Regions from separate parts of the Mus musculus genome. Here regions 1, 2, 4, 5, 6 and 7 are each linked to region 3. Evidence: chromatin contacts called from public ChIA-PET, Hi-C, HiChIP or PLAC-seq and promoter capture Hi-C data. All regions are on one chromosome and are shown on one strand. The core of a region is the stretch at or near the end of the contact, and the rest is flanking DNA. Distances in the headings are between cores, read along the strand shown. Region 1 holds the start of Iqcn (IQ motif containing N). Region 2 holds the start of Pde4c (phosphodiesterase 4C, cAMP specific). Region 3 holds the start of Colgalt1 (collagen beta(1-O)galactosyltransferase 1). Region 4 holds the start of Lsm4 (LSM4 homolog, U6 small nuclear RNA and mRNA degradation associated). Region 5 holds the start of Slc35e1 (solute carrier family 35, member E1). Region 6 holds the start of Ifi30 (interferon gamma inducible protein 30). Region 7 holds the start of 1700030K09Rik (RIKEN cDNA 1700030K09 gene).

What was found. Promoter capture Hi-C pulls out the DNA fragments that hold promoters and counts their contacts. A called contact is a pair of places that touch in the nucleus more often than the background predicts. ChIA-PET counts read pairs in DNA pulled down with a chosen protein or histone mark. HiChIP or PLAC-seq counts read pairs in DNA pulled down with a chosen protein or histone mark.
Region 1: an RNA polymerase II ChIA-PET map of memory CD8 T cells shows a contact between it and region 3, with 206 read pairs. The contact joins the promoter of Iqcn here to the promoter of Colgalt1 in region 3. A contact is called at or near these places in 3 of 39 promoter capture datasets (cranial neural crest, hippocampal neurons and pre-B cells) and 2 of 115 datasets of contacts at active chromatin or transcription factors (memory CD8 T cells and pancreatic cancer cells).
Region 2: a contact with region 3 is called in a promoter capture Hi-C map of pre-B cells, with 2.4 times the contacts expected there. The contact joins the promoter of Pde4c here to the promoter of Colgalt1 in region 3. A contact is called at or near these places in 2 of 39 promoter capture datasets (hippocampal neurons and pre-B cells), 2 of 115 datasets of contacts at active chromatin or transcription factors (memory CD8 T cells and pancreatic cancer cells) and 1 of 9 other capture datasets (liver).
Region 4: a contact with region 3 is called in an RNA polymerase II ChIA-PET map of memory CD8 T cells, with 59 read pairs. The contact joins the promoter of Lsm4 here to the promoter of Colgalt1 in region 3. A contact is called at or near these places in 6 of 39 promoter capture datasets (the C10 cell line, cranial neural crest, embryonic stem cells and 3 more) and 3 of 115 datasets of contacts at active chromatin or transcription factors (embryonic stem cells, memory CD8 T cells and pancreatic cancer cells).
Region 5: a contact with region 3 is called in a Hi-C map of muscle stem cells, with 4 times the contacts expected there. The contact joins the promoter of Slc35e1 here to the promoter of Colgalt1 in region 3. A contact is called at or near these places in 1 of 39 promoter capture datasets (neutrophils), 1 of 484 Hi-C or Micro-C datasets (muscle stem cells), 1 of 115 datasets of contacts at active chromatin or transcription factors (microglia) and 1 of 9 other capture datasets (adipose tissue).
Region 6: a contact with region 3 is called in a FOXA1 HiChIP or PLAC-seq map of pancreatic cancer cells. The contact joins the promoter of Ifi30 here to the promoter of Colgalt1 in region 3. A contact is called at or near these places in 8 of 39 promoter capture datasets (the C10 cell line, cranial neural crest, embryonic stem cells and 4 more), 1 of 484 Hi-C or Micro-C datasets (B cells), 6 of 115 datasets of contacts at active chromatin or transcription factors (embryonic stem cells, extraembryonic endoderm stem cells, forebrain and 2 more) and 1 of 9 other capture datasets (embryonic stem cells).
Region 7: a promoter capture Hi-C map of pre-B cells shows a contact between it and region 3, with 2.6 times the contacts expected there. The contact joins the promoter of 1700030K09Rik here to the promoter of Colgalt1 in region 3. A contact is called at or near these places in 5 of 39 promoter capture datasets (the C10 cell line, cranial neural crest, frontonasal cranial neural crest and 2 more) and 2 of 115 datasets of contacts at active chromatin or transcription factors (memory CD8 T cells and pancreatic cancer cells).

What each region holds. Positions count from the first base shown.
Region 1 is chr8:70,700,739-70,704,006 of GRCm38.p6, forward strand. It overlaps Iqcn (IQ motif containing N), which reads left to right and starts at 1,287. Exons shown (of 4, transcript NM_001370847.1): 1 at 1,287-2,833.
Region 2 is chr8:70,722,423-70,725,667 of GRCm38.p6, forward strand. It overlaps Pde4c (phosphodiesterase 4C, cAMP specific), which reads left to right and starts at 1,642. Exons shown (of 17, transcript NM_001310465.1): 1 at 1,642-1,795; 2 at 2,093-2,145. The coding sequence starts at 2,104. Gm34255 (a long non-coding RNA gene) reads right to left here and starts at 2,106. Exons shown (of 3, transcript XR_379077.3): 1 at 1,970-2,106; 2 at 849-1,212. It overlaps Gm3336 (predicted gene 3336), which reads left to right. Exons shown (of 4, transcript NM_001195253.1): 4 at 1-213.
Region 3 is chr8:71,609,651-71,612,739 of GRCm38.p6, forward strand. Colgalt1 (collagen beta(1-O)galactosyltransferase 1) reads left to right here and starts at 1,374. Exons shown (of 12, transcript NM_146211.3): 1 at 1,374-1,794; 2 at 2,434-2,544. The coding sequence starts at 1,550.
Region 4 is chr8:70,671,647-70,674,738 of GRCm38.p6, forward strand. It overlaps Lsm4 (LSM4 homolog, U6 small nuclear RNA and mRNA degradation associated), which reads left to right and starts at 1,585. Exons shown (of 5, transcript NM_015816.4): 1 at 1,585-1,811. The coding sequence starts at 1,809.
Region 5 is chr8:72,491,084-72,493,997 of GRCm38.p6, forward strand. Slc35e1 (solute carrier family 35, member E1) reads right to left here and starts at 1,531. Exons shown (of 6, transcript NM_177766.3): 1 at 1,083-1,531; 2 at 759-829. The coding sequence starts at 1,503.
Region 6 is chr8:70,765,217-70,768,108 of GRCm38.p6, forward strand. It overlaps Ifi30 (interferon gamma inducible protein 30), which reads right to left and starts at 1,447. Exons shown (of 8, transcript NM_023065.3): 1 at 1,293-1,447. The coding sequence starts at 1,415. It overlaps 6330537M06Rik (a long non-coding RNA gene), which reads left to right. Exons shown (of 2, transcript XR_003947402.1): 2 at 709-2,359.
Region 7 is chr8:72,442,417-72,445,260 of GRCm38.p6, forward strand. It overlaps 1700030K09Rik (RIKEN cDNA 1700030K09 gene), which reads left to right and starts at 1,464. Exons shown (of 8, transcript NM_028170.2): 1 at 1,464-1,573; 2 at 2,334-2,844. The coding sequence starts at 2,335. Calr3 (calreticulin 3) reads right to left here and starts at 1,362. Exons shown (of 9, transcript NM_028500.3): 1 at 1,177-1,362; 2 at 979-1,080. The coding sequence starts at 1,267.

The sequences.
Region 1 (3,268 bases), core at 37-2,536, 910 kb before region 3:
GGGGGAACGCGGCGTGGGCGCGGGCCGTGCCTGCACATCTGCTGCGCAGCGAGCGCCACCTAGGTGCACGCTGTCGGCCCAGGTCCAGGTGGCACCAGGACGCAATCCTGGACTAGCCTATCAATTTAGCTGGTATATCCTTTAGGAAGAAGAGTGACTACATGGGAAGGGGCAGAAGGAAGTGCTTACAAGCTTGGGGCCTCCGGGATTCATCCATACAGAAAAGAGCTGGGCTTGCAGCCTGTGCTCACTAGATTTTATTCGCCTTTGTTGGTTTCAAAGGGTACCTCAGACCCAGAGCCTTCTCTGCAAGTCTATGTGGGAGCCTAGAATCATGTAGGTGCATTTAAATATCTCCCTGACACGCCCCCTTCTCGCAGCACCTGCTCTATTTTGAGGAAACAATATTCAGCGAAGTAAAGCAATTGTCTTGAGTCACATAGCATCTTTATTTTTGAGACAAGGATACTTCATGTAGTCTTGACTGTTCTGGAACTTTCTATGCAGACCAGCCAGAGCTCCCCCTGCCTCTGCTTCCTGAGTGCTGGGGTTAAAGGTATGTGCCATCACACCTGCCTGTTTCATCTCCGTTTTCAGTGCCCTGGGCTTAGAGCAGATTAATCAAGGTCGTCCAGCTCAGCCCAGTGGGAACATCTGACCCTAGGTCTCGTCTCCCCTCCCCTCCCCCATGTTATATATACAGTTTCCTGTCAGCCCTGGCCACTGCTGTTGAGACCCTGGGTCTTGAGGCTCTCAGGGTGTCACTGTGGGTGATAGGTCACATGGTAAGTCCCAGTGGGTGGCAGGTGTCCCTAGACAGCTGCTGAGTGCCTGCCTGCCCGCCCTGAATGGAACTCTTGTGGGTCCAGCTTGGTTCTGGCATCATCCTAACATTTGGGAGGCCGAGGCGGGAGACTCCTCAATCCTAGACCAGCCCAGGCTACACACCCTGTCTAGTAAGACTAAAGCTAGTAATGAAAAGGCTTGAACATAGGTTCCCTGGATGCTGGGATGACAATCTAGTTCATACAGTGTGAGGATGGAGCCCAGGGCTGAGTTTCCTGGGCAGGCACTCTCCTGAGCTTCGGGCACATAAGAGTTCCAGCTTGGGTACCATGGTGGAGTTTTGCAGCAGCTATGAAAGCTATACTCTTCCTTTGTGGGCCTCTATCTTATGTGCTCTGAAAAGGGGGTGTCCTGATCTTGGTTCCCCTCTTCCCTGTCCCTCTCAGGGCCAAGATGATTATTATTATTGTTGTTTTGTGGGTTTTTTTTTTTTTTTGAGACAGGGTTTTTCTCCTGTAGCCTTGGCTATCCTGGAACTCACTTTATAGACCAAGCTGACCTCAAACTCAGAAATCCTCCTGCCTCTGCCTCCCAAGTGCTGGGATCAAAGGTGTGTGCCACCACTGCCCAGCTGGGCCAAGATTATTGTACCCCTATTACACAGCAGTGGCCCAGAAACCTGTTCTACAGGCTGTGAACAGCATAGTAGAAATTTGAACTCTGACCTCTCCTTTGGCCCTTGAAATGTTGGGATACCATGTACACCAGTGTCTGCAGTGTTCTGCTTTTGTAGTGTTAGATGGAATCTGGATCTTTATAAAGATTTGTGTTGTTTGAGATGATGTCTTACTGTATAGCCCAGACTGGCCTCGAACTCAGTTTTTCCCACCTCTGGGACTAAAGGCATGTGCCACCACAGCGGCCCAATGAGGTTTTGTTGATGTTGGGAGTGTTTCCAGTCAGCTGATCAGAGCCAGGCTGGGCCCTGCAAGCCTGTGACTTAAGCACTTGCAATGTAGAGGCAGAAGGGCCATGAGTTTCAGTCCAGCCTGGGGTATATAAGGAGCCTATCTCAAAACACCAAGGACTCTTGACAGAGCACATCATGTGCCCAGGGGGCCTGGGCTCAGAGTTCTGTTCCCCAGCATTGAAAGGCTGGCTCTGCAATTCAAGTACATTTCTTTCCCTGAGTCTCATCTAGCACATGGGCTAAGACCACCATATCTAGGTGCCCAAAGAAACAAAAGGCTCACTAGAAGTGCTCACAACAGCTAAAGGACAGAGGAGAGAGGCAGGGAAAAGCCACAGGGTTGTATGTCTGCTCTTTGCATAGAGGCCTTGTTCTAGTAGCCCCTTGGCCAGGCGAAGTGGTTCTGGCTTGAGCCTGCTGTGCATAGGCCAAGGTGTGTGTCAGCCTTGGCTGGAGCATCTATGACTCACACTGGGTATGAGCCCAGCCTGGGGAGGTGGCCCAGAACATTGGCTTCACTCCATCTGCCCCCTCCTAGGGCTGTGGCTCACACTGCATGACCTTTTATTTTTTTCTACACAGGGTCTCCATATGCAGCCCAGGCTGGCCTGGAACTCACCAAAATCCATAAACTCTCGGTGCTTGACTGTTGCAGGCCATATGAAGCTTTGCACGTGTCTTTTCATGCCCTCCAGGAGATGTCTCCAGGACATCTTGGAGGCTCAGCAGCTATGTCAGGTGGTGACAGAACTCCCTCCAAACACAAGGCAAGAGGGGGGAAGGCTAGCTCTATGCTCAGAGCCCTAATTTTCCTTCCCTGTTGGACCATCAGGACAGCTCAGATCCTCTTGTCCTGTCAGGGGCCCCAGTTCCAAGCTCTAGAACCCTTTCCCCTAAATGCTGCTGGGGATTGGTCGGAACTCACCTGGAGTCATAAAGACATTTGGGTGCCCCGGTTCCCAAGGCTGGCTGTCAGGGCTGGTGGCTTCAGCTCTGGGGATAGGTGAGTGGGCTGGTGGGGGTACCACACTCTGTCACCCAGCTCTTGCCAAGAATGTCTGCATTCTCTGGACTGCGGTAGGTAGCTAGGCCCTTAGAGATTGTATTTGGGTCCCTCAAGCCATGATGGTACTGTCCCTTGGGCACCAACCCTGTGAGCCTGTTTTCCTTCTCCAGCACCAAGGTAGGGTGGGCTTGCTCTGTGTGACTAAGATGGAGCAGAGGGGTCTCAGAGATGTGCTCACAGGCATCCCTAGACCACTGCCCTGGTGCCCCTCCATTTCCTCTCCGATCCCCACACCATAACCCTGTTTCTCCCCCTCTGAACTCTTATCAGGCCCTGTATCACCTGGTGGCTTTCCTTTTCTTTTTTAAATAGGGCCTTATGTAGCCCAGGGAAGCCTTGAACTTACTGTGTAGGTGGGGTTACCATGAATTGTGCTCCCCATGGTCCAAGCCCCACTTTCCCTGTGACATGGGCATCATGGTCTGATGACAATCGCTGATTGTGAG
Region 2 (3,245 bases), core at 392-2,891, 890 kb before region 3:
TGTGGGAGACTGGAGAGATGGTTCAGTGGTTAAGAGCACTGTCTGCTTTTCAGGGGACCAGGGTTCTGTTTCCAGCACCCACATGTAAGCAACCCCAGTCCCAGGGGTCCCGTGGCCTCTTTTGCCCTCTGCAGTCGTCAGGCTCACAGGTGACACACAGACATACACGCAGGCAAAACACATTAAAAAATAAAACTAAATAAGCATAAACTGAGTAAAGTCTCACGATTCAGAGCTGCTTCCTGACTCTCGGGTTGAGTACCTCTTTGCCTTAATCCGGAGTCACACTGTTAACCCCGAGTCTGCTTTCAGGGGGGATGACAATCAGAGCATGTCATTTCAGGGTCAGAGGACAGGGCTGCTGTCCTCACCCCCCCCCCCCCCAGCCAGGACCTGTGTGACCCAGTGTCCTGGCAGGACAGAGGCCACTATCCAAGGAACTGGAAGACCTAACCTAACGGGAGGCAGCCTGGGGAAAGCTACAAATCCACATGACTTAAGAAGCCCACCCAGGGCCGGGCGTGGTAGCGCACTTGGGAGGCAGAGGCAGGTGGATTTCTGAGTTTGAGGCCAGCCTGGTCTACAAAGTAAGTTCCAGGACAGCCAGGGCTATACAGAGAAACCCTGTCTCAAAAAACAAACAAACAAACAAACAAAAAACAAAAAAACAAAAAAACAAGTGAGTTCCAGGACAGCCAGGGCTATACAGAGAAACCCTGTCTCGAAAAACCAAAAAACAAAAAAAAGCCCACCCAGAGCAAGTACCCAGGGCAAGTACTCAGGGCACGAAAAGGCCCTACAGTAGGAGAGGCATGGGCCTATTTCCTGATGAAGACATCGAGGCCTACCTGGCCGTGAAGTGAAGAGGGGTCTTCTGACTGCTGGAAGGATCTGAGTTTTCCAGCAATCTTCAAAACCTTGGGGCAGGAGGTACCAAGTGGGCTGTGCAGAGGTCACGGGGAGGAAGGAGCTGGCTGCCTCAGCTCCTCTCTGCACACCCTGCTCTCCACCACTCCCTCAGTGGCTCAGGCTCCAGTCTGGTAACCCTTCAGACAGCCGACTTTAGGGTGAGACAGGACCCACTCTTCAGTACAGGTGAGGGTGTCTCCCTCGTTGCTATGATGTTTGACAGCAGATTGAAGTGACCTCCACCCACAGCAGGTCACGCTCTGATGACCACTGGAGTAGGTGGTGAGAGGTCTCCTGGCCTGTCTGTGGGGGAGGGGTGTAGGGTGAAACATTAACTTGCTTCACAGCCACAGACTGGAGTGGCCTCAAGATCTCCTAGGCCCAGGCCACATTCCATCTTCCAGTCCCAGCTCCCTGGCTTTCCCACTTCTGACTGCAGCTCTAACTTGTGGGTAAGGTTTGACCAGAGAGTGTCATCAGCTGCCTGGACCAGCACAGCATAGCAGAACAGCTTTCCTAAAGCCTTGGGGTGCCTTGATTGGTACCCCAAAATACTAACGTAATGCCTCAGTCTCAGGCTATTTCTGTCCTCTGTCAGGTGTAAACACATTAACAAGTAAACCTTTGCCTGGCCACTCACCCCTCTCCTCCCCTCCCCCTCAGCCCTGTTTTGGTCACACACTTGGGCACACACACACACCTCCCTGCCCTTGTGGTCACTCTGCCCTTACCCCCTCCTCCAGTCCCGAGGGTGCCTCCTGGCTCGGGTCTAGTCTGGTGCTCAGTTAAAGAACCCAGCTGGGAGTGGGATAGGACCGTCTGTCCTCTGCTCCTGGGAGGTCACAGAGCACACTCACAGCGCAGGTCCCCACAGGAGCAGCTGGAAGTGAGTACCACACCTGTGTCAGTGTGAGAAGGCCTACCTCTCATGAAACTCGGCTCTCAGAAACCCCACAAAGCGCAAGAGTCCCTCCGGGCGCTGAACGGTTCTCCTAGGTGACCTGGACCCAGGATTCTAGTCCCTAGGGCTGGCCAGGGTAGGGAGCTTGGGCGGGAGTACCTGCAGCAGCCTCGCCAGGCAGCTGTGACTTCGCTGCCTTGCTGATGTGGCTCTGGGCTCTGGGGGCGTGGGGTGGCCCAGCAACTGGCTGGGACCTGGTCTCACTGATCCCTGTCATCACAGAAGCCTGCACCATGAGGCGGAGTGGCACGGCCCTGTCCTTCCTGTGGACTGAGGTGAGTAGGCCGGGACTGGGCTCAGTGCAGGAGCTGGGGACTGAGGTCCCTGCTCTGAAAAGGGACAATGAGGCTCCCTGAGCCCAGGGCCTGAATGCAAGATAAAAGTCATTTTAAAGATTTGTTTGTTTGTTTATTTACTTATGAGTACACTGTCGCTATCTTCAGACACACCAGGAAAGGATATTGAATCCCAGTACAGATGGTTGTAGGCCACCATGTGGTTGCTGAGAATTGAACTCAGGACCTCTGGAAGAGCAGCCACTGCTCTTAACCACTGAGCCATCTCTTCAGCCCTAAAAATATTTTTTATTATTTTCTGTATGGGGGTTTCCGCCTGAATGGTTTGTCTGTGTACCGCAGAGGTCAGGGCCCACTCAGGCTAGGAAAGGCCAATCCATGCCCTGAAACTGGAGTTACAGAACCCTGGTCTCCAGCTGCCATTGCTGGAATCACTGAGCCATCTCTCCAGACCCCTCTACCTTCATTTGTTTTAGATTTATGGTTCCTCTGTGTCTCTCTGTCTCTCTCTGCCTCTGTGTGTGTGTGTGAGAGAGAGAGAGAGAGAGACAGAGAGACAGAGAGACAGAGACAGAGAGATTTTTTTTCGATTTTTTTTCCTTTCAATGTGACAGGGTCTTACGTAGCCCAGGCTAGCCTCGAACTTTGACTGCAACCAAATATGACGTTCTAATCCCTATGCCTCCAGCTCCACCTCCTAAGCTCTGGAACCCAAAGTGAAGGGAGGGCTGTTGCCTGTTCTGTGTGCTGCTGGGGATGGAGCCCAGGGCTCTGTGCTAGGCAAGGAGGGTGGGCAGCTGTGAGTGCTTGGACCAGTGTCTGAGCCAGGAGGAGGCAGGGAGCACAAGGCTTTCTGTGGAACTGGCAGCCCCAGCTAGGCTTACAGGCTGGGCAACCGCTGGGCAGGCAGCCTTTGAAGTTAGTTAATTACCTTTTTTTTTTGTTTGTTTTTTTTTGTTTTTTTCGAGACAGGGTTTCTCTGTGTAGCCCTGGCTGTCCTGGAACTCACTTTGTAGACCAGGCTGGCCTCAAACTAGAAATCTGCCTGCCTCTGCCTCCTGAGTGCTGGGATTAAAGGC
Region 3 (3,089 bases), core at 124-2,623:
TTTTACAGAAGGACATTGTGGGTGGTGGTTGTACACACCCTTTCTCATTCTCCCTTCCCCCACCGTGATGTCACTCAATCCTTGGGGCCAGTCAGCGAGTGCAGCTCCCCAGTAAAACTACCCATCTTTAATATAATCGAATCTGGCATAAATTGGCTCATTTCACCAGTGGTGGAGAAATAACCTATCAGGAGATGTCTTGTGGACCCTAGGGTCCTCTAGAGGCTAGGGACCAGAGTAGGAAAATCTATGTGGATTTTACCAGTCTGCTGGCCTGGTGGTATATGCCTGTCCCAGAACACAGGAGAATGAAGCAGAAGTATAGCTGTGAATTTATAGAGTGAGCTTGCCGAGTAAGAACCTGTTTTAAAAACAAACCAGGAGAAATGGGCTAGTGGGATGGTTCTGTAGGTAAAGGTGCTCAGACCTGAGTGGTGTTCTATTTCCAACACCACACAGTGGTTGACAACTATCCGCAACTCCAGTTCTAGAGGAGTTGATGCCCTCTTTTAACCTCCTTGGAGAACAGGGACACACACACACACACACACACACACACGTTATACAGCCGTACATGTAGGCAAAACACTGAAACACAGAAAATGAAAACAACAGTAAGAGCAGGAAGGGGCGCACACAAGCCATTTTTTTTTTTAAGATTTATTTGTTATTATAACAATAGTACACTGTAGCTGTCTTCAGACACACCAGAAGAGGGAGTCAGATCTTGTTACGGATGGTTGTGAGCCACCATGTGGTTGCTGGGATTTGAACTCTGGACCTTCGGAAGAGCAGTCGGGTGCTCTTACCCGCTGAGCCATCTCACCAGCCCCACACAAGCCATTTTTAAGAAGGCCAGAGGGCAATACAATTTGGGGACTGAGGATTCTGGATCCTCAGACATGGTAGCAAGCGATTTTACCCACTGAGCCATTTCGCTGGCTTTTTTTTTTTTTAATGATTTTTCGAGACAGGCTTTCTCTGTGTAGCCCTGGCTGTCCTGGAACTCACTCTGTGGACCAGGCTGGCCATGACCTCAGAAATCCGCCTGCCTCTGCCTCCCAAGTGTTGGGATTAAAGGCGTGGGCCACCACTGCCCGGCTCGATGGCTTCTTAAATGGAGCAACGAACAAACAAAAATAACCATGTCGCAACCTTGGAAACTGAGATGACATGGTTCTAAATAGAAGAAGCTTCTGTAAAGAGCCACCGCGTGAGATTAGAGGGCTCCAAAACAGAACACTCTCAGGGCGTGGTCAAAGAACTGTCTGTGTCTTTAAAGCTCGAGCTAGGGGCGGGGCTTCCGGAACCTCCCCGCAAGTGACGTCTTGTGACCGGGTTATTGCGGTCGGCGGAAAGCAGTGGAAGCTTTTAAAGGCGTAGCCTTGTCATGCCTCTCTCCAGGACTCACAGTATGACCCGCGGGCCACTTCCCTTTAAGGAGCGTGTCAGGGGTGGGACCTGGATGTGTCCTTCCCGCCGCCGACTCCTTTAAGGCGCGGCCCTCGTCCCCCGGCAGAAAAGCTGCTTAAAGGCGACGCGTGGCGCGATGGCGGCGTTGCCACGCGGGTCACGCGGGCTGCCGCTGCTGCCACTGCTCCTACTGCTGCCGCCGCTGGGCGGCCCGCGCGGCGCGGACGGCTACTTTCCAGAGGAGCGCTGGAGCCCCGAGTCCCCGCTACAGGCGCCGCGCGTGCTCATCGCGCTGCTGGCGCGGAACGCGGCACCCGCGCTGCCCGCCACGCTGGGCGCCCTGGAGCAGCTGCGCCACCCACGGGAGCGCACGGCGCTGTGGTGAGCTGCGGGCCCTTGCGCGGTGCACCGGGACTAGGCGGGACTCAAGTCTCTACCGGAGGGAGGTTGCTATGCACTTGGGCTCGGCTGTGCGCTGCGGAGACTCGGTCCTCTTTCTGAGGACCTGAGTTATGTACCCCAGGGATTACGCACTTGAGGGGGCTCGGCTCTATATCCATAGTGCCCGGGCTCGTCCCCACTGCGGCTTGGGACCCCAAGCTGCTGCCTCCTCCCCTCAGGTACTTAGGAATCTGTTCTGATTTGCTGCCAGCCCTCACAGCGAGCTACCATCCTAGAACCTCTGACTCCTTAGAATGGGCCAGGCTGGTGCTTCCAGACCCTTATAGCGAACTCCGGGACTTCCAGATAAGATTCCTGAGGCTCGGGCCAGCATTCCACGCTAACAAAGTTAATGAACTTATCTTTGTGACAGGGTCTCACACCAATGTGCTTTCCAAACCAGCAGGTTCTGTTCAGTTGTGTACTAGTGAGCTGGGTGTCATCTTTACTCCCCTGTCACCGATGGATGGGCAACAGGCTTGGAGTGTAGCGAGTTTTATCCAGGGTGTTATAGCTGATGGGTCTGAGCCAGGTTGGGAAACCCCCAGTGCCATCATCTTGTCCTGTCTGTGCTCACAGGGTGGCCACAGATCACAACACTGACAACACTTCAGCCATACTTCGAGAGTGGCTGGTGGCAGTGAAGGGTTTATACCACTCTGTGGAGTGGCGACCGGCAGAGGAACCCAGGTGAGCCTCAAATCCCCGACTGGAGTACTGAAGCTTGGGAAGGTAGGATCTAGAATGCTCCAGTTCTATCGTCAGCTTCCCCACCAGGTCCCTATCCTCTCAGCAGACCTTTGTCCCGTTGTCCTTCACTCCATTGTGCAACTTTGGACACAGCTGCCACACCTTTGTGGCTGAATTCCTTTGTGTCTGGTGGCTACCTACTGCTGTGTCTAGGGTCTTGCCAGCATCCACTCTCCTGTTTAACTTCCTGATAAGCCTGTCTTACTGTATAGTTCAGACTGAGGCCAGTTGCCAGCCTGTCTTATTGTGTAGTTCAGACTGAGGCAGTTGCCAGCCTCCTGTCTCAGTCTCCTGAGTGCTAGAATCACCCAGCACTACTGCATCAGGCTCAGAACCTGTAGGACAGTGTGCAATAATGTGTGTGCATGCTCACGCTCCTGTTCTCAGAGGCACTACGGTGGCCCCAGGCTCTCCCCAGCCATGCAGAGCTTTCCTTGGGTTTCAGCTTGCCAGTAGCTTTTGTGCCTCTGGACCCTTGCACATGC
Region 4 (3,092 bases), core at 335-2,834, 940 kb before region 3:
CACAGTGCTGAGATAGTGCCCATTCTGCTCAGGCGCTGCTCCTCAGCACTTACTGCTTTACTTTATTGTTAGCGGTGGGGGTGGGGGCGGGAGCTCAGGGCTTCTATCCCTCCCGCTGAGCTGCAGTCTTAGTGCGGGAGTCTCACTCCATCACTTAGAAGAGCCCTGGGGAGTGTGCCAAGGGAGTCTCCCGGGTCAGAGGATCCCAACAAGTGAACTCATCGCTAACATTCTGTACCAGGGCCTTTCAGCAGCTTGGTCAAACAGCTGTCCTGCTTGGGACAGCTCAGGGTGGAGCTCTGATTCCATAACCAGTAGCCAAAGAAAATAAAAATAAATAGAAGGGCTAGGAGATGGCTCCATGGGTAAAAATGCTTCCTGATGAGAAGGCTAGGCTGACTTCATGACAAGCTTCAAACTGGCAGTTAAGGAGAGGTGGCCTAAATCTGTTTCCAAGAACTGGCCAATTCCAGACAAGTCCAGGCCTCAGAAGCTGCCCCACCACCTGGCCTGAGGCAAGGACAATGGGTAAGCAACAGTTTCCAGACCTCCCCAGTAAGTTTCCAGCCCCCGCAGCCCTGCCATGGAACGTCCATAGAGATGGACCTCACAGATTAACATAGAGGTCACCTGCCCCGGAATTTCCTAATGTGCTTTAAATCAAACCTCCAAGTTAACATGGGTGTCTATTTTGGTAATTCGAGACTCCAGCATGCTCAACTTCTGCATAATAAGACACTCTTTGAGTTTTCATACTATTTGAGTCCGGAATATCATTCTTTGGCACCCCTACTGGGCAAGCATGAGAACCTGAATTTGTAGCTCAAGAAGACACATTAAACCATGGTGGTGCACACCTGCAATCCCAGCACTCACTAGGATCTCTGGAAGGTCGATACCAGCCTGGTCTACATTGTGTGTTCAAGGCCAGCTAGGGATGTACAGAGAAACACTATGTTCCTCCCAAAATGATAATGATTTTTTTTAAAGCAAGGATTAAAGCTTGATGGCCCACAGTGGCCATCCAGCAGTGGAGAAGCCGAGTCGGGGTCTAATGCAAGTTCATGATCGGCTAGCTTCAGCTGCCACAGAAGCCCATCTCAAAACAGGAAAATCCCAGAGATTTGTTTTCACTTCCTGTCGCCAGGGAACGCCAGACCTGCCGTTCGTGTTCAAAGATTCTATTTGAGTTGGTAAAGACAAAGAGATCCATAAGGGCAAGAATGGAAGGCTAGAGCTGGGCAGTGGTGGCGCACGCCTTTAATCCCAGCACTTGGTGGGCAGAGGCAGGCGGATTTCTGAGTTCGAGGCCAGCCTGGTCTAGAGTGAGTTCCAGGAACAGCCAGAGCTACACAGAGAAGCAATGTCTCGAAAACAAAACAAAACAAAACAAAGAATGAAAGGCTAGGAGCGCAAAATAGGCACCGCGCGACTCGCATGCATTAGCCAGCTTCGCCCACAGTGTGGCGCCGAATTAGGCGCCGAACCAGATCCAGGAGAGCACCTCTGCGCAGGCGCCCTTTCCCAACATACACCCCGTAGTGGGCGTAACTTGTGCTGCGGCCTTTTGCGTCGTTCTAGTGTCGCACTTTACGGCTACCTCTCAATCCCACCGTAGAAATACGGTGAGGCCGTCCGTCTTGTTCCGTAGGTACCGCCCTAGCCCGTCCCGATTGGATAGATGTCCGTTGAGCTGCTCGCTGATTGGTCATAGTTTCTGCCAGTCTTTTTCAGTCTGGGGCGCGCGGTGGGCCGCCGGTGGGAGCGCGTGTGTCTGTGCCGCGGCGGAAGTTATCGCTGCAGGGAAGATGGTGAGGGCCGCGAGGCGGAGGGGCGCGCGCAGGGTCTTCGGGCTGCTGAGAGATGGGGGAAACTGAGGCCGGAGTGACCGGTGTCCCTCCAGGGCCCCAGACGGTCACCGTTGGGGATTTATCTCTTGATGGACACGGTTTTTGCGACCGGAAGAGGGACTATGATCGTTTCCGGGGCTTGTCACCGTCATTGATAGGAAAGCTGCGTTTCCGGGAAATGGGCGGGCTTAATGGCTCACGTGGGCTTCGTTGCCCTCTTGATGCTTATCTGGTGTCTGACCTCAGCTGCCCACGCCTTTGGCTGGAAATCCAGCTCAGAGAGCGGGTTGATTCTCTCCCTGGGACACACAGCATGTCTTGCTCAGGAAGAAAGGATTTTTTTTTTCTCCTAGTTTAGGCTCAGGCCTCCTCAGTTTGGGGACTCTTAGACCTGGCATAAACAAGTAAAGGAGGCCAGGTTTCCCCCTGCTCTGTCGAGGGGCGCGTTGGCCTAAGTGAGGAGAGCCACATATTCCCATCTCCCCAGTTCTTGATGGTAGGATATTTGGTTTGTTTTTTGGTTAGGCTTTCTGATCTGAACTGACATAATCCAGGCTAACCTCAAACTCCTGATCCTCTTGCTTCAGTCACTGGAGTATGGAAAGGACACGTGTATACTCCACATTTGAGTCAGGATGTGAGGCAGGGTCTCATATAGCCCAGGCTGCCTTTGAACTCCATTTGTATACATGCATCACTGTGAACTCCTGACCCTGCCTTTACTCCAGAATGACCCTGGGTTTTGTGGTGCAGGAACTCTAGGCCTAACACATGCTAGGTAAGCACTCCCCACTGGGTGTACCCTGAGCCTTCCTGAAGGGATGGCCAGGTGCGTCCAGGACTGGACACCCACCTCATGCAGGTGCGCACAGACACTCCCATATCTCTGCGGTCAGGCTGGTACAGGAGTGTCCCAGCTGAACATTCCTGAACTCAGAGCCCTAGACTTGGTTCTTTAGCTATCTCATCTACACACTGGATCCCAGAGAGTCTGGATGATGGCTGAGAAGGAATTTCCCTTCCTGGAACTGGCTCCTCTAATGGGAGGTGCTGGGACTGGATTCCAGAACGGGTGGCTATAACACCTGCAGCTGCTCTGTGTAAAGCTATGTCTCCTCCACTCAAAAGCCTGTGACTATCCCAGCTCCAGCCTCCCTGTCTGCCCTGGCCCATTTCACTCTGAGCTTTTTCTTCCTTCATTTTGGGGAGACATTCCTAATTACTTCTTTCATTCCTCTCTCC
Region 5 (2,914 bases), core at 281-2,780, 880 kb after region 3:
CTGACCTCCAACTCAGAAATCCTCCTGCCTCTGCCTCCAGAGTGCTGTGTTAAAGGTGTGTGTCTAGAACTCCTTATTCTCCTGCCTCTGCCTCTCAAGTGCTGGGAAGACAGACCCATGGCACCATGCCAGGCTTTGTAAAGTTTTAGTTTCTACAAACTGGCTAGATTCTGCCACGGTCAAACTCCTTTGGCCTACTCACATCAGATCCAGACAACCCCTACCAACCATTCTGTCTAGTGACAGAAAAACTAGGACATGATAGTTTGTAAGTTCGTCAGGACCAGGCCTGACAACTTGAATCTGATCCCAGGTATCCACAAGGTGAAAACTGTCCTCTGACTTCCATACACGTGGCAATGCACAACACACACACATAAATAAACATTAGAAAATAAAATAAGAGAAGGAAAACTTGTCCCAACTTAATTTGTTGGTGACTTGCTAAAATGGAACCAAAGACATCACCTACCACCAATCCCAGAGTCGGAATCATAACAGAAAAGAACAGTGGACGCCAGAGGGATGTGGCGCTCAGGGACAACAAGCAAGAGATTATGTGGTGATATCGCCCCATTCACACACACATCTGCTGTCTGAAAGGTGAGTGCGGGATGCTAGGTGCTAGCCACAGGACAAGGCTGACACCTTGACTTCCTTATTTGACAGGAAGCAGGAGGATGCCACGGTCCAACCACGTCATCAACCTGGTCAGCTACTGGGAATCCCGCCTAGCCCAGGGCTTCTGCCAGAGTTACCTTGGTGCTCTGTTTCTCCTTCATGATGATCCGGGACAGGAGGACCACCCAGATGGGCATGGTGGCCTTGACTGCAAGAGAGGAAAAGGCACTCAGTGGGCAGTCCTGGCAACCTGCACACCCGACCCTGAACCTTCCTTCTGTAAGGCTTCCTCTCGATCCCAATAGCTGGAGTCAATTCTGCTAGGCGCTCGGTAAACTCCTCAGACCTTTTCCAACGTGAGAATCCGACGCACCTTGGCGGCGTCTCAGTCAGACGGCCCGCGCACTCGTACCCACACTTCGAAGCCCCAGACAGCGCGCAAAGCCCGCCTCAGCACTTACCGGTGTGCGCGTAGGAGACCGGCACCTTCCAGATGCTGACGTGCGCCGACACCGACGCGAAGTACTTGCCAAAGGCAAGCGGCAGTACGTAACGCGGATAGAAGCGCGGCGGCAGCAGCGGGCCGGACGCCGGATGCGGGCCGGGTCCGGGGCCCGACACGGGTGGCGCGGGCGGCACGCGCCAGGCGCGCAGCAGCGGCGGCAGCCCCGCGCACAGCGCTAGGATGTGGCACAGCGACACGGTGACCGGGAACGGGAAGGCGCTCAAAATCACCTTGTTGACCACGTTACCGCCCGCGCTCAGCGCGTACCATAGTAGACACAGCACCGCCACCCGCGCACCCTCGCGCGCCCCGCCGCCGCCACCCGCGCCCGGGACCCCTGCGCCCGCGCCGGGACCCGCGGTTGCCGCCGCCGCCATCCTGCCCGAGCGGCCGCCCCTTCCCGCCGGACGACCGCCGGACGCGGGCAGGGGGCGGGACAGCCCTGGAGGGCGCGCCGGCAGACGCCGCTCACCATTGGCCCCTGGCCCTTGCGTCATCGCCGCTCGCCATTGGCCACCGCCCCATACGTCATCGTCGCGCGTCCGCCGACGCGCCCGTACACGTCGTCGGCGAGGGCCCTACCCTCACTTAAACGCTTTCCGGGAGGGGGCGGGGCTAAGCCCGGAAGGCGGGCCGTAGGGCCCGCGGGTGGGTTAAGCGCGTTACGTTCTCTCCGGTGACTGGCAGGACTCCGTGGGAGGTGCCGGGCGACGCGGGCCCGCCCACTTGAGGCTGTGGAAGCCGCGTGCCTGGGGCGTAGACAGGGCTTAGATCTTTTAGAAGAAAAGAAACCGATTGCGGTAAATCCTCTGGACTACGCCGGGTCCTCGGAAGCTGTGCGGTAGGTGTCAATTTCCCCTCACAGACCAACCGAGAGAAATCCAGGGTTAAGTGTCTCCTGCGACAGTGTCTTAAGAGCTCAGCTGACCGGTACGATGCTGGGCAAAACCACGAAGGCAGGACTAGACTTACAAAACTCGATTCCCAAGATCGTGTGCTTTTAAGTGAGGGAGAATAGTTGTTCGCGCTCCTTAAAATGTGTTCATTTATGGAGGCGGGCACGAGCGTGTGTATACACATATTGAGGTCAGACGAGTTGAGTCTTTTGTCTCTTTTCTACCATGTGCATCCAGGAAAAGAAACTAACTCTGGCAGCAAGCGTTTATTTGCTGAGCCATCTCGCCAACCTCAATATTCTCCTTTACAGCGTCTCCTTGAATGCCAGGGTGTCTTTCTACCTCACCTATGTTTTGGTTTGCTTTTCTCTGTGTAACAGATTCCTGGCTGTCATGGACTCGATTTGTAGATTAGGCTAGCTTCGAACTCAGAGATTTGCCTGCCTCCGCCTCCTGAGCACCATGCGTAGCTACTCACCCGTTCTTCAAGGTAGACTGTGTTGTACCCTGGGGTTTGCTGGATACTCATCACACATGTGGCAGTCCTTGTGGATCTGAGTAGAAAATGGCCTGGTCCCTCCCAAAGCAGGAGTTTAAGAATATGGTGATAGGACGCTGGGCTTTGTACCCTAAGGCCTTTGTCACAAACTAAATACAAGAGGAATTAGGATCTTTGGACAGAGCAGTGTCAGATGGCCCCACTGATGTGTTTTGGTTGCTTTTATTTCATATTGGATTTGGCCCTGGCAACTCTGGAAGCTTTTTCATTTCACAACAGGTACATGTACTCAGGGCAACCCAGCTGTGGTTTCACCTCCTCAAATGGCCCTGTAATGGGGAGTGGGGCCATTCTGCAACAAACCTCAGAAATTCCTACTGGCTCTGAAACGGG
Region 6 (2,892 bases), core at 197-2,696, 840 kb before region 3:
TTCTTTGCACGTGTTGGGGGAGCAGTCTCCCAGTGAGCCACATCCCGGGCCCTCTGAGGGTTTTTTTGGGGGGGGGGTTTAGAGACAGGGTTTCTCTGTGTAGCCCTGGCTGTCCTGGTACTCACTTTGTAGACCAGGCTAGCCTCGAACTCAGAAATCTGCCTGCCTCTGCCTCCCAATTGCTGGGACTAAAGGCGTGCGCCACCACCGCCAGGCTTTTTTTTCCCCCTCTGAGGTTTTCGAGACTCTAGATCCTGTTCCGCAATCACAGTTTATCTACAAAACGGAACCTGACAGGCTCTCAAACAGTAGGTGCTCAGCGAATGCACAATCTTTAACTATATTCAGGAAGTGCTAAGACAACACTAGCACCCGGGAGGCAGAGGAAGAGTTCCAGGCCAGCCTGCTGTACATAGTGAGTTCCAGGACAGTCAGCCCTACACTGAGACTCTGTCCCCTCCATTAACAAAACAGAAAACCAAACCAAATCAAAATAAAGTAAAATAAAGTAAAAGAAAAAAAAAAGATATGCATATTTCTAGTTGCTGCTCTCTCGCTCAGCTTTGTCTGTTCAGAGATGCACACTCTGAAGCCAAATACATGCTCTCTCGCTTGATCTCTCTCCGTCCCTCCTCCCTCCCCACCTCTGTAATTTTGCGCATCACAGCGATGCCTTTCACCCACGAAGACTCTATTCTTCCTCTCCAGGGACCCAGGGAAACTTCACCCAGTCTGATGCCCGACTAGACACAGAAGGTGCCTGATGCGTGCAGAGACTTCCGGTCCCCGGGGAGGGCGGGCCGAGTCTGAGCAAGGATCTAGGCGTGCGGGGCATGTGTTTGCTCCAGGTCAGAAGCACGCTAGCCCCCTCTCTTCTTCGGCTGGAACGCACACCGTAAGCGACAAGAATTGTGTGAGGGTGGAGACCAGACAGTGATTCAACAGGTCTGGAGCAGAACACCCCCCCTCACACACATACACACACCCCGTGCGCGTGCCCATCCCTCAGCTCTTCACTCAGACATATCCGGTAGGTGGTTGATAAATGCTCAGGCAAGGCGGGCAGGGGATAGCTGCATTTTTCAGACCTGAGATGGGGAAGAGAAAGGACGTGGACACGGTACTCAGAGTTCAGGGACTGGATTAGGGGTGGCGGCCCTGGGCGTGACAGCTTTCCCTGAAGACATTGGAGTTCCCCAAAACGAGTTCACGGAATAAGTGCAGAGAAGTCCCTAAGCTGACAGACTGGCGGGCATCTGACCCTGGGCCCCTTCCTGCGTTGCGGTCCCTACCTTGCAGGTGGTTGTGCCTTCGGAGGATGCTTGCGAAAGGGACGCAGTGGCTGCTCTGGGAACCTCGAGTGGGAACAGCAGAAGCAGAAGGGACAAAAATGGTAGGATCGGAGACCAGGACATGGCTGCGGAGGAAAAAGCTGGCAGGACTGCTTGGTCAGGCCAGGAAGGCGGGAGACTTTAAGCAAGTGGAGGCCCCACCCACTAAGTCCACGCCCCATCCAGGCTCCTTCTAACCCTGGGACTCCTTTCCTGAAGGCTCCGCCCCAGCCAGGTGCTGGTCCCAAATCACGAGGCCACAAGACTCTGTCCAGCCTCCAGTCCTCCGCGGCTAGCATGTCTGGTCACGTGAAGTTTTTGGATCAGGCATGGGAAGGGGGACTCCAGACAGTGACGACCAGACCGAGGGACAGGAGGCTCATGTTCTTCCCCAGAGCCCAGCGGAGGTGGGGGAGTGACACATTCTCATCACTAATTCTTACTGCCATGACTCCAGGTCACAGCAAGCCAGCCCCGCCCGCCCGGCACATCCCCCCACCTCCGCTGATTCAGGCCACAGCAAAGAAGCTAGCTTAGGCAGGGCAACTTCCCATCTCTGGTTCTGGGCCCTGGCTTGGGTTGAGGACATAGCTGAGGTACTTGCTTCCAGCAACTGAGTGTGAGACTGGAGATGTGCCTGGACTCCAGACACTGTCCTTTTCCATCAGCTGCGGTTTCCCAGTCTGTGAAATGGGGTGCTAGTGACACATGACTGTGGATAGAGTCGCCAGGAAAGGATCATGCTGTGAGAGCCTCTGCACCAAGTCAGTTTGAGAATTGAACCCTGGGTCCCTGGAGCAGTGACAGGCCACAGAACAGCAGCACCAGCAGGAAAAGTTCCAGCTCCAAGCGTGAGAAAACCGGGTTTTCTGTGTAGGAGACAGCAAGCTAGAGGGGATGGCGATTTGGGATGGCTACATGCTGAGTTCTGTTCTAACCAAGTCTTGATTCCAACCCTCACCCCTCTGCAAGCTGGGCAGAGACCACCCCTGAGGCCACGAGTACGGATAACATTTGTTTTCTCTTTTGTTGATTTGTCTCCCCAGCTAATAAGCTTGTGATTGTGCCTCAGCTTCCCAGGCTCTGGGGTCACAAGGTGCTGTTTGTCTTAGGTCACTTGCAGGATGCAGCATGGACCAAGGCCAACTGAACCCATAGGGTAGTGGGTCAGGGACGGGTTCTGTCCGTTACTGTCCTAGCTGAGCCTAAACGCGCTGGAGGGGGAATGGGAGCACTTGGCAAAGTACTCATGGGCTTAAGTCTTGATGTGTTCCTACCCTAGTGCAGGACTTTTGCTAATGAGCACAGATCCTGGGGTCTGGTCAGCAAGTGTGCAGAGGGCCAGAGCTTGGTCTCCCCTCACAAATCAGGGAGACTAGGGACAGGCGACACCCGCCTGGGTGGCTGGGAGGTTGTTGCCTTTCTTCCTGATGAGGAAGTTAAGGACGACATGGGCGTCACAGCTTGTGTCTGTCCGAGCACCCTGGAGCTGGGGCAGCAGAAGAGGGGCTGTTCTTGGGTTTAGGGTCCCTGGCAGGCCAGGACATGGGTATGGGGCATG
Region 7 (2,844 bases), core at 214-2,713, 830 kb after region 3:
GGAAGGGGCAGGTGGATTTAAGAGTTTCTAGACATTCAGAGATACATAGAGACCCTGGCTCAAAACAAACAAAACTAAAAACCTAAAGAAAATACAATTTAATTATTTATTTATTCGTTCATTTTGTGGGGTTGGGGCATGTGCCAAGGTTAGAGAACAACTTGTGGGCATAGGTTCTCTCCTTCCACCCTGTAGGTTCTGGGGATCAAACTCAGGTTACCAAGCTTGGCCACAGGCCAATCTAGCTGGCCCCACTTTTCATTTTGATTTCCCCTCTTTTTGTTTTGTGCCAAGACCTGGCTGTATCTTAGGGTGGGCCAGAGCTCACTCTATAGCTAGGCTGGTCTTGAACTTGTGATTTTCCTGCCTCATGAAGACCCTGGAGTGCTAGGATTCTAGGTTGTGCTACAGCATGGTTCCAATTTTCATGAAGTGAGATGATCTTGGGCAACTACTGAAAAATGCCAACACAGTCATTCCTGTTGACTCCAGTTGTCATTCCAGCACTTTCTGAGCACCTCCACTGTCATTCCAATCCACACTCAAGGTGCATACTGCCTCCAACATACATAGATGTGGAAAAAGTAACCAGCACTTGGGAGGCTGAGAGTTAGAGCCATCTAGGGCTACATGAGACTGCTCAAAGACTAAACCAAAACACACTTCGGTCAATTTTTTTTTTTTTTTCTTTTTCCAAGACAGGGTTTCTGTGTAGCCCTGGCTGTCCTGTAACTCACTCTGTAGACCAGGCTGGCTTCGAACTCAGAAATCCACCTGCTTCTGCCTCCTGAGTGCTGGGATTAAAGGCGTACGCCACCACCGCCCGGCTACTCTGGTCAATCGTAAAGGAATGTAAACCCAAACAGGGTATTGCAGAGCCTGCATGTGCCTCAGTGTCCTGGCTTGAACGGTGGGTGCGTTGTCAGGGTGCCATGAGGTTTCTAACTCTACTCTATTTGCTCCCGATTCTACACTAACCTTTGTCTTTCTCTTTATGCCCATAGAACTTCCCCGATGAGACTCTGAAGTGCCCAAACTGGGAGTCATTGGTGGACTGCACCCAGCGGTTCCTCCAGCGCTCTGTGGGGAGACAGGAGGGTTAGTGGTGCAAAGCGCACGGGTCCATATCATAGATGGTGGACACAGGCCACCAGCCACCACGGCAATCGCCTTCACCTCCGTCTAGAAACTCCTCCTGGAAGTACACAGTGGCTAGTGCCACGCGCAGCACACAGATGGCCCAGAGCAATGCACGAGCCGAGACCATAGCTGCACGTGCGACTTCAACTCTCTGCTCTCAGGCGTCCGTACCGCTTGACGGGCGCAACTCAGAAACTACAACTCCCGGCATGCCTTGGGATTATGACCTGGGGACGCTAATGGGTGCGCTGAAATTACTGGTCCCGTGACGCCCGGGATTGTGACCTGAGTTGCTCATTGGTGGGTGGAGCGCGGTGGCCGACGGGAAATGTAGTCTCTAGTTGCTCTGGCGCTGTCTCCTGAGGCAACCGCACACTGGGGCCTATACTTTGAGGCTGAAGCCTAGCGGGAAGAAGCCAACGCAGCTACTCAGGTGACCTCACAGTGATCAAGTGGGTTGGCAAGGGGCTTCAGGAAAACGGGCGGCATACCCACACCAGAGGTTCCTCATCTGGAGAGCGATGGGGCATGATCCCTTAGGGCTTGCAAACAATAGCGAGGAAACTGAGTATAGGCAGTGTTATTAGCATGGAGAAGAACTCCAGGTGCTGTGTGATATGGGTCCTCTCAGTTGTGTATCCTGGTTACAGGTTCCAGAGCAGGTACAGATATAGGTACGAATCTGGACGCCTGTCCTCAAATCTCTCTGAGATTCTTTGGTTTTTTTTTTTTTTTTTTTTTTTTAGATTTATTTATTTATTATATGTAAGTACACTGTAGCTGTCTTTCAGACACTCCAGAAGAGGGCATCAGATTTCGTTATGGATGGTTGTGAGCCACCATGTGGTTGCTGGGATTTGAACTCGGGACCTTCAGAAGAGCAGTCGGCGCTCTTAACCACTGAGCCATCTCACCAGCCCCGATTCTTTGGTTTTGAGCTCACTCAACCTTACCAGTTCTTATGCCTGTCCCACACGCCCTACAGCTTATTAAAAGAAATACTTTTATCTGGGTGGTGGTGGCATACACCTTTGATCACAGCACTTGGGAGGCAGGCCTGATCTAAGGAGCTCCCAGGAAAACCAGAGCTATACAGGGAAACCTTATCTTGAAAAAAATAAAAACAAAACAAAAAGTATACTTATACAGTGAAGTACTTTTAAAGGCTGAAAACACAATCTTTATTTTCCTAGAATGGCTTCCACAAGAAGACCCTTTGGCCCTCCACGTAGTGGTTTTGACTTAAGGGATATGTTCTTAGATAGCTCGAGGATGGAAGAGATCAGAAACTTACAAGCCCGAAGTCTTGGCCAAGTGACACCTGGGCAGAGCAGAATCTTAAAGAGAAACCAAACGATGGACGAGAAATATTTGATGCCCAAAGAGGAGGCCATGGCAGGGAGGGGGGTGAGTCTGGGCTTGAGGCCTCCCACCATCTCCTCCAAGACCAGAGCCAGTGAGGCCCTTAGGAAACTGGCCCAGATTGAAACCAAGATCCTGAATCGGAAGCAGGTGCCCATGGCTTGGTCTGATGTGGAGTCTGACTCCACATCCATCGAGCAGAGTCTTCCTAAGAGGACAGGTGCAGCTTCTGTTTCTTCCCAGTACCCACACAGAACTTTCCAGAAACAAGTGAACAAAACATGTGTGTCAAAGAGCGATGGGCCGAGTGGTAACGGTAGCAGGTTTCTGAAGAAGAAGGAG